Regions from separate parts of the Zea mays genome. Here region 1 is linked to region 2. The links are chromatin contacts, called in public Hi-C maps. All regions are on one chromosome and are shown on one strand. Each heading gives the region's core, a stretch centred on a gene start, on an enhancer-like site or on the middle of the called end of the contact. The rest is flanking DNA. Distances are from core to core; before and after follow the strand shown.

Region 1 (5,797 bases), core at 635-3,134, 190 kb before region 2:
TTTTTGCCGTAAGTTACTGACGAGATCACTCGGTACAAAAGTTTTGGCACCACGCTGAGGGCCGCAAATCGCCACCAAAGTAGGGCCCACGCTGCCCCTAAAACCTTAATTTAGGAGGCCTACTCTAGTCTTTGCCTGCAACCACTCACGCATTCCGCCGAACACCCTGCGCGCACCCGCGGGCCTGGTGCCCATTCGGCTGGTGCGTTTCATCGAACGCCCTGGCTGCGGGCACAGGCTCTTCAACTAAGCATTTCGTCGAACACTGAGCGGGCATGGCCTCGGGCAAGGACTGCTGCCGTTTGTGCAGCCAATGCCTCCAACACCACGGGCGCAGCTTAAGGACACGCACACGCTGGTGTATTGGGAGAACCAGTAACACAGAAAATGAAACAGCATCATTGCATCAAGCGGCTCAGAGTACATGTATCACGCTTACAAACTACAAGCAAATACTAACATTAAACCGACACCATAGATTACGCGTGCCAACTCAGAAGTCCTCGTCGATGCTGAAGACGTGGTCGGCAGCGCCGCCGCCGTTGAGGCTGTTCATGACGGATGCCTTCTGGTAGTCACCCACGCGCTTCTCGAAGAAGTTGGTCTTCCCCATCAGCGAGATGAGCTCCATCCAGTCGAAGGGATTGGTCACGTTGTACATCTTCTTGCACCCGAGCGCCATGAGCAGGCGGTCGGCCACGAATTCAATGTACTGGCTCATGAGATCCCCGTTCATGCCGACGAGCGCGACAGGGAGGGCGTCGCAGACGAACTCGCGCTCGATGTCGACAGCGTCTGCGACGATCTCGCGTACGCGGGCCTCGTCGAGCTTGTTGCGGAGAAGCTCGTAGAGGAGGCAGGCGAAATCACAGTGGAGGCCCTCATCGCGGGAGATGAGCTCGTTGGAGAAGGTGAGGCCCGGCATGAGCCCGCGCTTCTTGAGCCAGAAGATGGCGCAGAAGGACCCCGAGAAGAATATGCCCTCGACGCAGGCGAAGGCAACGATGCGCTCAGCGAAGCGCTCCCCGCCGTCGATCCAGCGCATGGCCCAGTCAGCCTTGCGCCGGACCGCGGGCACGGTGTCGATGGCGCGGAACAGGCGGTCCTTCTCGACGTGGTCGCGGATGTAGGTCTCGAGCAGCAGCGAATACATCTCCGAGTGGATGTTCTCGATGGCGATCTGGAAGCCGTAGAAGGCCCGCGCCTCGGCGACCTGCACGTCGGTCATGAAGCGGGAAGCGAGGTTCTCGAGCACGATGCCGTCGGAGGCAGCGAAGAAGGCGAGCACGTGGGAGATGAAGTGCCGCTCGTCGGGGGACAGCGCCTCGTCCCAGTGCCGGGCGTCGGCAGAGAGGTCAACCTCCTCCGCCGTCCAGAAGGAGGCCACCGCCTTCTTGTAGAACTCCCAGATCTGCGGGAAACGGATCGGGAACATGGAGAAGCGGTCGGAGGACTCCGCCAGCAGCGGCTCCTCCGCGTCGCACGGGGGCAACAGCGTCGGCGCGGCAGGCATCGTCGGAGGATTGTGGGGACGGTTGCTAGTGGGGAATTGGGCGAAAGTTGTGTGATTTAGGGAGGAGAGCAGGGAGGCGGGGGATTTATAGGAATGGTGGGAATTAGAGTGCAGATTTTGAATTGGGACGGAGTTGGCGCAGCCGCGCGGGCTTGCAAGGGAAGGAGGCGCGAGCGCGCGAAGAACGGATAAGGGTGGGCAGAGGGAGAAAACAGGGGGCGCGCCGTGCTATGGAAGATTGGGAAAATTTTCGATTTTGCCGGGGGATTTGAAAATTCAGGGCGGAAATGTTTCGGCGGCGAGCCGAGCGGCGGGAGAGGAAGGACAAGAGAGGTTGAGGCGGCGTTGTTCGTTTGGGGATAGAGAGAGCATTTTCGAATGCCTGACAGGTGGCGGCGAGGGGCGTTTTGGTAAGATGGGCTGGGATGGGAAATTTCGGGAGATGAGTGCTGTTGGCTCGCCGCTTCGTGGACTGCCGAATTTCGTCCATCTTTTACGATCGTGGATCAAATGGGTTTGCAAATAAATGTTGGTCAGGTTTATTAAAATTTAAATTTCGAAAATATGCTTATCTCTTGTTGATATCATAAGTGATCTAGATTAGGGGCAGCCAAAGGTTGAGTGAGGCCCAATATATGAGTGGGGATCTAAATGAAGGTCTAGCGACTTCTGAACCTTTCTAGCTACAATAAATAAAATAAAATATCCACTAAAACAAGAAAATTGTGCCCTCACTCCCCATAACGTAGGTTCGCCTATATCACATATAAGCTAATGCTAGCATGTCCACAATCAACACACCATTTTGAACCAAGCGAAAAGCAGACTTTCAAAACTAATACATAAAATAGTTAACACGACATTACGATATTGGGTCCACCTGCTTCGTTTCTGTGATTGTTGTCGTCGACTGACGTGTAGGTCCCACAAGATTCCTTACATGTGGGCCCGAATTTCTCCATCCCCAGATCCCCATTACTCTCCAGGACCGAGCCCGACTACCCGAGGCCCCGAGAGAGGAGCACTGCGACCGCATCCCATTCTCCTCCCTCCCCGAATCCCAGGACCAGCTGGCTCCCTGTCACGCCCGGATTTAAGGGGTAAAGCCGGGTGCGTCTTATATGTGCGCCAAAAAAATATCACATATAATGACAAAGTGTATAGAGATAAATATCACAAATATCATTATTACATAGCGGAAGTATCTTAAAAAATAAATGAGAACAATAAAGCGAACTAAGTATTATTCCTCGGTGCCATAAAACTGACTGGGAGACGCCACCTAGATGAGCTTGTACTCCTCATCATAGACCTCCTCCTGGACTACCTGCTTTTCACTTGTGTGGGGGTTTATATATCGCAAAGATGAGCTCACAAAAGATCGTAGCTCAACAAGTTGTGGAGAATAATGTGCATGAACTTATTAAAAGTGGGAGCTCATGTGAAGTATAAGGCTGATCAACAAATAAGGGTTAAAGTTGAGCATTGCTTTTAATAAATCGGCCAAGTTTTATTAGCAGTTACTAATTGTCGGAGAGGAAATTTCCGGCCGGGTGGCGGATTGCACCCGCCCTAAATCCTGAAGAGAGGAGGGGCCTAAGCGTTTCACTTGCTACGGAGCTGGTGGATCAACACACGAGAGCACACGTGGGTTTAGAGAGGTTCGGGCCGCCGGAGCGTAATACCCTACTCCACTGTGAGTTGTATTGCTCAAGAGCTTGTATGAGCTTAGCGAGTCTAAGATTGCGTGTGTCTGTAACGTCGCGTGCCTTCCCCTTTATAGTCGAGGGGGGACATGTACAAAGAGACCCTGAGCCCCGACATGCGGGCCCAGAGACATAAGGGTGGAACACCCGGAGCAACTAGTGTTGGTCTCCTTACGCTATCTCCCTGGGCCTTGACATCCATTGCCTGAGTAGAATTGGCGTGATGCCTAAGGTTCCTTGGAATGGACCAAGTTATGATGACTACTGTGTGCATGCATCGGTGCGGGCGTACTGCCCACTGCTTTGATTGGACAGGTATGTTGTCCGCTCTGGTCGACGCTTGCCACCAGAGTGGACGGGGCGCATTAAATGCCGAGTCAGCACTTCGCCTGTGAGCAGGGCGGTCAGGCGGCGCGCGATCTCCGCAATAAATGCAGAGATCGCATGGGCCCGAATCCTTACGTCAGGCCCTGCTCTCTGGCTTTCGTCACGGGCCACAGACACGTGGCAGCATCGGGTTTCCGCCCGGGCAGGGAGAGTAGGCGTGCCTGACAAAATCCCGACAAGTGTCTATGTCGGACCCCTGTACGCTCCCGACTCAAGCCAGGATATTCCTCGTCCCGAGATCTCGTTGTGGACGGTCCGGACCTCACCTAGAGGGGTCCAGGTTCCATCTTAGGGGAACACTGAGATCCCAATTAGGTGTGTTGGGGTCCGGCGTTCCCTCACGGGGGTCCGGATCCTGGTGGCCCCGGAGATTGCCCCCGTGGGGGGGTGAGGCGTAGTTTACCGTGCCTCCTTACTATAGTAAGTGGTACCCCTGTTCTAGGGTACCGACAGTGGCCCCAGGGCCCTCCTCATGGGAGGCTACGACCCTGTAGGTGGGGCCAAAGCCTGGCTGACGTGCCATTTCTGGGCACTTGCTGACGTGCTGGTGAAGTCCGGGAAGGCCAAGGACCATCTTGGAGTGTATTATTTCTAGACAAGGGCGGATTCAGCCCGCTCCTATATCTCTTCCCTCAGCGGCGCGAGGTGGGAAAACTGGTGGGCCGAATGGGTGATCGCCAGTACCGAGGCTAGCGACCGCCTCGTGCTTCCAAGTGAGGGGTCGAGGCTCGAGAAGAAGCAATGGAGAGCTAAGCCACCGTTGGTGCCGGAATTTGAGCCTGTGTTAGGCAGGATCGAATCTCTGGCGTCTGGTGGTCTGACGTCGATGCACGTGGTCGGCGACTTCTTGCAGCACCGGATCGCGCCGCTGCAGGCGAGGGCACGCTTGAGTTGTTGGTTTTCTGGCACGAACGACCCCAGCCGGGTCCAACGCGGCCCAGGCACCGACCTATCTTGGGAGGAGCTAGAACTCTTGGTGAAGGGGATCACTGGTGAGTCCTTCGTTGTTGAGTCCTTGATCCTTCCCGAAGGCATTCCCCCGCTTTGCGACGATCCAGGGTTGAGGACAGCGATCTTGGATTCGCTGCTGACCCTTGACGAAAGCGGCGTAGTGGTTCGCCAGGCTGGCGGCCGGGACCCCCATCGCGGGATTCAGATCCCCGACATACCGAGCGGAGGCTCTCGGCCCGCTGATGCTGACTCTAGATTTCACCCAGCAGCTCTCAGTCCCTCGGGCAAGGGCAAGGGAGCTGCGAGCAGTTCCTCCGCCCCTGGTGGTTCCGGGAGGTCGGAGGGAGAGAGGCGGCATCGACTGCGTCGTGCCGACGGATCTTTCGTTGGGGACCCGCCCCTTGATTCGGACCTCTCCCAGAAGCGCCAGAAAACAGCTGGTAGGGTCGGGGAGGCTGGCTCCCCGGCTCAGGGCTCACAGGGGCGTGTCAGCCCTCCGCCAGTACAATCATTGGTCCGTCGCCGCCACCACCATCATCTGGCCTGCCACCACCATAGGGGCAGCAGCATCGACAACGAGAACAGCAACAGAGCCAGCGGACGTCTCGCTTCCAAGGTCGTTGGAAGGTCCAGGGTCCCAAGTAAGTGTACCCCTTCTCCTTACCTCATCTGTCTAGTTACCGCGTTGATGAGTATTAACTCGTCCTTTGCCTGTCAGGGCTTCTTCTCCTTCTGCCTCCAAGGCTGCCCCCACTGGTGAGTCTGGCTTCCAGCAGCAGGCGTCTGCCGATCTTGATGCCAGCAACCTGCCTTCGACTACTGCTGTTGAGGCGGCGCCATCGGGCCCCTAGGTTCCTGCTGGTACTGTCGAGGCAGCGTCGTCGGGTCCCCGGGATCCCGCCAGGGGTCCGGTAGTAGTGCCACCGGGCCCCCAGGTTCCGGTTGGCACTGCCGAGGCAGTGCCGTCGGTCCCCCAGGCACCCGCCGGAAGTCCAGAATCAGCGCCGTCAGGCCCCCAGGTTTCGGCTGGTACTGCCGAGGCAGTACCGCCGGCCCCCCATGCACCAGTCGGGCGCGCCAGCAGTTGTAGCACCACCAACGGTTACGGCAGACCCAACGGCGGCGGCAACGTCGAGTATGCCTTCGGCGACGGTGGAACCCACGGGGAGCGTGCCCGATTCCATCCCGTCGCCCGTTCTGGAGGGGCCAGAGGTCATTCTTAGGCGGCGGCGTGGTGCCA
Region 2 (5,493 bases), core at 206-2,705:
GCTCCTCCCCCATGGTGCGCTGCTGGCGGAAATACGACTCACACTTGTTGAGGAAGAGCATAGGATCGGACTTGCCGTCGTAGCGTGGGAAGTCCAGCTTCTGAAATTTAGGTGGGCGATCCAGATCGCGCGGCATCTCTGCGCGTCCCCCGGCGCCGTAATCCGACGTCGACGCCGACTTTTCCTTCATGGCGGCCATGTCAGCCTCCATGGTGGACATCTTGGTGGTGATGGCCCTAAGCATCTCCATCACGTCCTGCATGGACGGCTCGGCCATGGTGGCTGGTTGCAGGGCCGAGTCGGTGGAAGATTGGGGTGAAGGTGGAGGGCTGGTGTGGGTTGCAGCGGCTGTGGATGAAGGATTGGAGCGAGTGGGAGAGGATCGCCGGGATCGCGATACCAAGTTGTCAAGGGCGTCGAGCCCTTGGGTGGCCGGACCGCGGCTACGCAGCTCGTAGCCGTCGGCCGTCTTCTCCGGTGAGGTTATTCCCCTCAACCGTAGGCTTAACAGAGAAGAAGAGATTTGGGATATAATTCATGCTTGCCTTATTAAAAGAACCGCCTGCTTTATATATAGCCAGGCCAGCCAAACCAACTCCTATTTCTTCTCTATACTTATCTTCCTAAACAACTTCTTAACAACTTATCCCTATTTGCTAGCAGCGGCCAGCTCTGATCTGTTGCTGGCCGTGAGCTTATCTTCTAAACAAACCTCCAATTTTCTAGCTACTAGCAACTGCAGCTATTCCTGCGCCCTGATCTGCTGCTGGCCGACGCTCGTAGTGGTGATTTCCCGATCTTATCCAATGGAACCTGCGGCTGTTGCCTCTTGGGCGTGTTCAGCGCGCTCACGCGCACGCCGTATGTCACGGGTACGCCGTTGCCTGACGTAGGGGCGGCCGTACATGACATCGACATCAGTTGGTGAATTATCGAACAGCAACTACTATTATATTGTAAGAAACTGGAAAGACGATTCCGAAATCCAAGCACATGCACATTGATTTGTTCCTTTGGAGTTTAAATAACACCAGAATTTCCTTCGTTAAGATGTGGACTCCGGCCGGGCCATGAGCACCTGGAGCCGCCGCCTGCCCGCGACCGGCAGCGAGGTGAGGGAGGCCGTTCGAGCGGAGGTGGATAGGAAGCCCCAGGAGGCGCGGGCGGGATGAACAGGCGGCGGACCAAGAGAGGAGGAGGGAGGTCCGCGCGCCGGCGACGGACAGAATCCAAAATGGGTGGAAGCTCACCAGATCGGAGAAGTACTGCTCCGCGTCTTCTCCGTACCGGATCTTCTTCTTCAGCAGTTAACTACCCTCGGATCCGCGTCTTCTTCTTCAGAGGCGGTGGGTGATATAGGTGGCGACGGCGACGGCGACGTCGGTGGGTGACAGGATGAGGGCGGCGTCGGCTAGATCCAGAGGAGGAAGCGATACGAGGAGTGGAGGCTCCGCGTCTCCGCGGGTGCTGCCTGCCTGCCCGGCCTTCGGAGGCGTGAAAACCGGTCCGAACCGGATGATAATTCGGCCCTCTTTGGAATTGGGTCCACTCCAAAAAAAATGGTGGAGCTAGTAAAACAAGTTGAGATGGCTCCATATTTCAGCCCGGTGTAGTTTTAATTAGTTCAAAAATATTTTTAATCTAAATAATAAATAAAATGACTTATCTAAATGTTTTCTAAAGTCTTACAGTTTTAGCTCTACGATTTCCTGAAGCACCTAATTACCTGTTCCACCAACTTTACTAAATTTTTTAAAGTTAGAGTTATCACATATAGAGCCCAGGTGCTCCAGAAAATCGTAAAGCTAAAGCCACGAGAATTTATAAAACTTTTAGATAAATTATTTTATTTATTTTTTAATTAAAAATATTTTTAAATTATCTAAATTAATATTATAAATTATAGCTCCACACTAAAACTGGAACTGAAAGCCATTCCAAACACCCCCATTTCCCTTTTGTGTGCTTCTAAAGGCTGCTTATACCACAAAGGTGTTTTTTTCACACGGGTGCGAGGTGACGTGAGTCGGTCGGTTTTTGAGGCTTCCAAATTAAACTAGCTTAGAAGTGGATTAGCAGTGAATAAAGAATGTTTAAATGTACTAAGCTAATAGTTAGCTCGCGAAAAAACTGCTAGTAAAATTAGCTAGCTAACTATTAGTTAATCTTATAAAAGTAGTTAGTAGCTAAATTATTAGCTAGATTGTTTGAATACCTTTAATTAATTTTAGTAGTTAACTATTAGCTCTTGTAGTCTAGTGCATTCAAACACTCCCAAAGTTACAAAGCTGTGTAATACCCAAATAGTGAGAGCAATAGAAGATACAAGAAATAAGAAATATAAAAGGTTCATTGGATCACTTGTATTGTTATTCTCATCTTAGCATAACTAGGTCTATGCCCGTGCGTTGCTACGGGTACATTAAAATGCATAACAATGTTAGTGTCAATGTGCCATTATATAGGAACTAATCCTTAGTAATACTGCACTCTTGTAACCGAAGTATCATAAGACCAATACAAGCGGGTAAACTCAATAGTCGCCCAAAGCGAAACAACAAATTTGTCGCAAGCTGCCTACTGCTGGGCGCACTGCACCCTCTGCCCACCGCCTGGCACATTATCGTCCTCGTCGTAGGCCTCCTGGTGCTGCTGCTGCCGCCTCCGCATCTCCTCTTCGATGTTCACGTCGTAGGGCATCGTATCCTCACACTCGTCCAGCTCCATGTCAGTGTACTGTGATACTGGCTTGGGCGGGAGAACAACCTCTAGGGCCTTGCACTGCTCCGGGCTCAACGAGTCCGAGAACTCCACTGAGAAGTGGATGTACAGCTTGCCCTTTATGAAGGGCCTCTGATACATGGGCATGCCTTCATCGTTGATTGCCTTGAAAGAATCTGCACAAATTTAAAGTAATCAATGAGCATTGGCCAAATCACGAAGGCAGAATCATAATCATACGTCAGAATCACCCACCAGGCTATACAATAATTTTTATATAAAATATACGTGTCTATGTACTGTGATACTGAATGTAGTAGACTCGTGAGCCTCCGTCAAACTGAACCGGTTTCCGAGCTCGCCAGATACCCAAGCCGAGCCGGCGCGGCTCGCCATACCACCACCTCTACATGGAACTATGGATAGGGAAAAGTTTCAGGAGATACGGATGAACACATGAAGCTCATGTATCTTGTAGGGTCTCACTCACTGAGGTCGTCCAATATATAAAGAATAAATAGTCGTCCAATATATAAAGAATAAATAAAAAGAATACCATATTAGTTTTACTAAAAGGTAACGATGTAGTCCGAGAACTCCACTGAGAAGTGGATGTACAGCTTGCCCTTTATGAAGGGCCTCTGATACATGGGCATGCCTTCATCGTTGATTGCCTTGAAAGAATCTGCACAAATTTAAAGTAATCAATGAGCATTGGCCAAATCACGAAGGCAGAATCATAATCATACGTCAGAATCACCCACTAGGCTTCACAACTTCGCCATGGTTCAATTTGATCAGCATTTGCCTGTTATCCATGTGAGTCAGAACAAACTGGAAGCTACACAGAGATTCAATCAAGGTCAGTGTGTGCTCGTAGAAGAGGTCATCGCCCTTTCTCTTGAACTTGGGATGCTCCTTTTGCTGGAGAACAAAGATGATATCTCCAGTGGCAGTATCAGGCTGCACATGAGCACAAGATAGTTAGAACCCAAGGTTGCACACATTAGTTAGAACAGAAGTTTAGTTTGTGCCAGAGGAATAACTTTAGAACTGAGGACTAAGGAGTCATTACCGCTTCATCAGCTTCGCCAGGGAATGTGATCTTATGTCCGTTCTGCATACCTTTCTCAACTACCACTTCAAAAACTTTCTTCTCCGACACGACTTTATCACCTTTGCATTGTGGGCATCTATCTTTATCGCTGATGGTCTCTCCAGAACCCTTGCACTCATTGCAAGGATGTTGCATTTGCTGAATCATTCCAGGTCCCAACTGCCGGATTTGGACCTTGAAGCCAGAACATTGACAACCAGCACACCTCGACGAAGCTCCAGACTTGGAACCCTTACTGCACGATTACAAGCACACAATGAGATCCTAAGAATCTAATATAGAAAGCATACTGTAATTGAGTTTTTGGCATCCTTGTGTTGTGGATTCAGATGACCTACCCATTGCACTTGGAGGAGAGGACATTGCGGGACAGAGAGAGCTTCTTTGATGTGCCATTGTGCCATAATCAAGTGCTACACACAACATGGATTCTGGCAACCATATAAATGCCAAGGTTATTCTGACATAGCAATCGTGGATATAGCATCGGTTAGACAAACATATCATAAATAAAGAATTAAGTCTCATTTGCAGACAGTTCTGGTGTATATAAGCACAGACAAAAGATGTCTCTGTAACGGATTCTATTGAACAGAACACATGCCATTATCAACTGCTTTACAAAATTTATTTACATGTTCAAACAGGAGCGATTTATTACACTAAGTATTCTAGTTTAGGTACACTGAGCAGAACCAAATATATCTTCATTCAAAGCGACTATCATAATCACCATTGGCAGCACAGATCTTGCCAATATAATTAACCAGTGACTCATATGGACAAGATAAGAATTTGCAAATGGCAGTTACTGCGATGTGATTTGATCCTGTGAAGCTGAAGCATCAGTATCTGGTAGAACTATAAACTCTTTCTGCAGTTTCAGAAGTTTTGTTCAAAGCCTGAATGAATTATGAAACCGCAGCTGCTTCAAGCGGCGTGCCAGCAGCAGAGGACAAGGCCTCCCTACCATGCGGCCTCAAGAGCGACTCCCTATCGCAGGTGGCCGGCGGGTGTGGCTGGATCCCGCCGGGGTTGAGGTGGAAGAGTGTCTTGAAGTATCCTGCCATGATGGCCTCCATGTCGCACGATTCCAGAATGAAGTGAAATTTCATGACATTAAATCAACATATGTCAAATCCAGAACAAAAGACAAACCAAATAATTCTAGAAAGGAATCATTAGTTATGATACAACAAAAGAAACCAAAGACAGACCTTGAATTGGAAGTGGTCATCTATGCTTCAGAATGCGAAAGTAAGTCTCAAACAGAGCAGAAATTGTTTCTTTTTTATCCCTTTTCTCTCCTTCGGATCAAGAGAGAAGGAAATTGCTCTAAGATCTGCATCAACCTGCAAAAATACAATGGAAATGACTATACAAACTCACACAGCCTCCAAGTAAATAATGTCTTATCTGATGTTACCTCTTGTCTAGCTTTTGAGATCAGTTCATGTCTGGTTTTCTTCTTATTACTAACTGGCAATTGCTTTGGAACCTCCTCATTTTTGCCAATGTTTATTCCTCTTTGGTTTACCTCTTTCTCCTCAATCTCATCTTTTCCAATATCTCCATCAAATCTCAAAGACAGGAAGACCTACGATAAACATCCCAATATATAGTCAGCAATGATAGCATATTGATTCATGCTCAGT

What was found. Hi-C and Micro-C count contacts between places; a contact is called where the count stands out from the background.
Region 1: a Hi-C map of ear shows a contact between it and region 2, with 2.2 times the contacts expected there. The contact joins the promoter of LOC100284475 here to the promoter of LOC100381274 in region 2. A contact is called at or near these places in 2 of 25 Hi-C or Micro-C datasets (ear and leaf).

Annotation. Positions count from the first base shown.
Region 1 is chr9:32,943,364-32,949,160 of Zm-B73-REFERENCE-NAM-5.0, reverse strand. LOC100284475 (ribonucleoside-diphosphate reductase small chain) reads right to left here and starts at 1,884. Exons shown (of 1, transcript NM_001157370.2): 1 at 377-1,884. The coding sequence starts at 1,513. The coding sequence ends at 494.
Region 2 is chr9:32,754,924-32,760,416 of Zm-B73-REFERENCE-NAM-5.0, reverse strand. It overlaps LOC100381274, which reads right to left and starts at 1,455. Exons shown (of 5, transcript NM_001195849.2): 1 at 1,251-1,455. LOC103639869 (dnaJ protein homolog 2) reads right to left here and starts at 4,920. Exons shown (of 5, transcript XM_008662555.2): 1 at 4,809-4,920; 2 at 4,177-4,243; 3 at 3,797-4,073; 4 at 3,486-3,684; 5 at 2,469-2,897. The coding sequence starts at 4,920. The coding sequence ends at 2,578.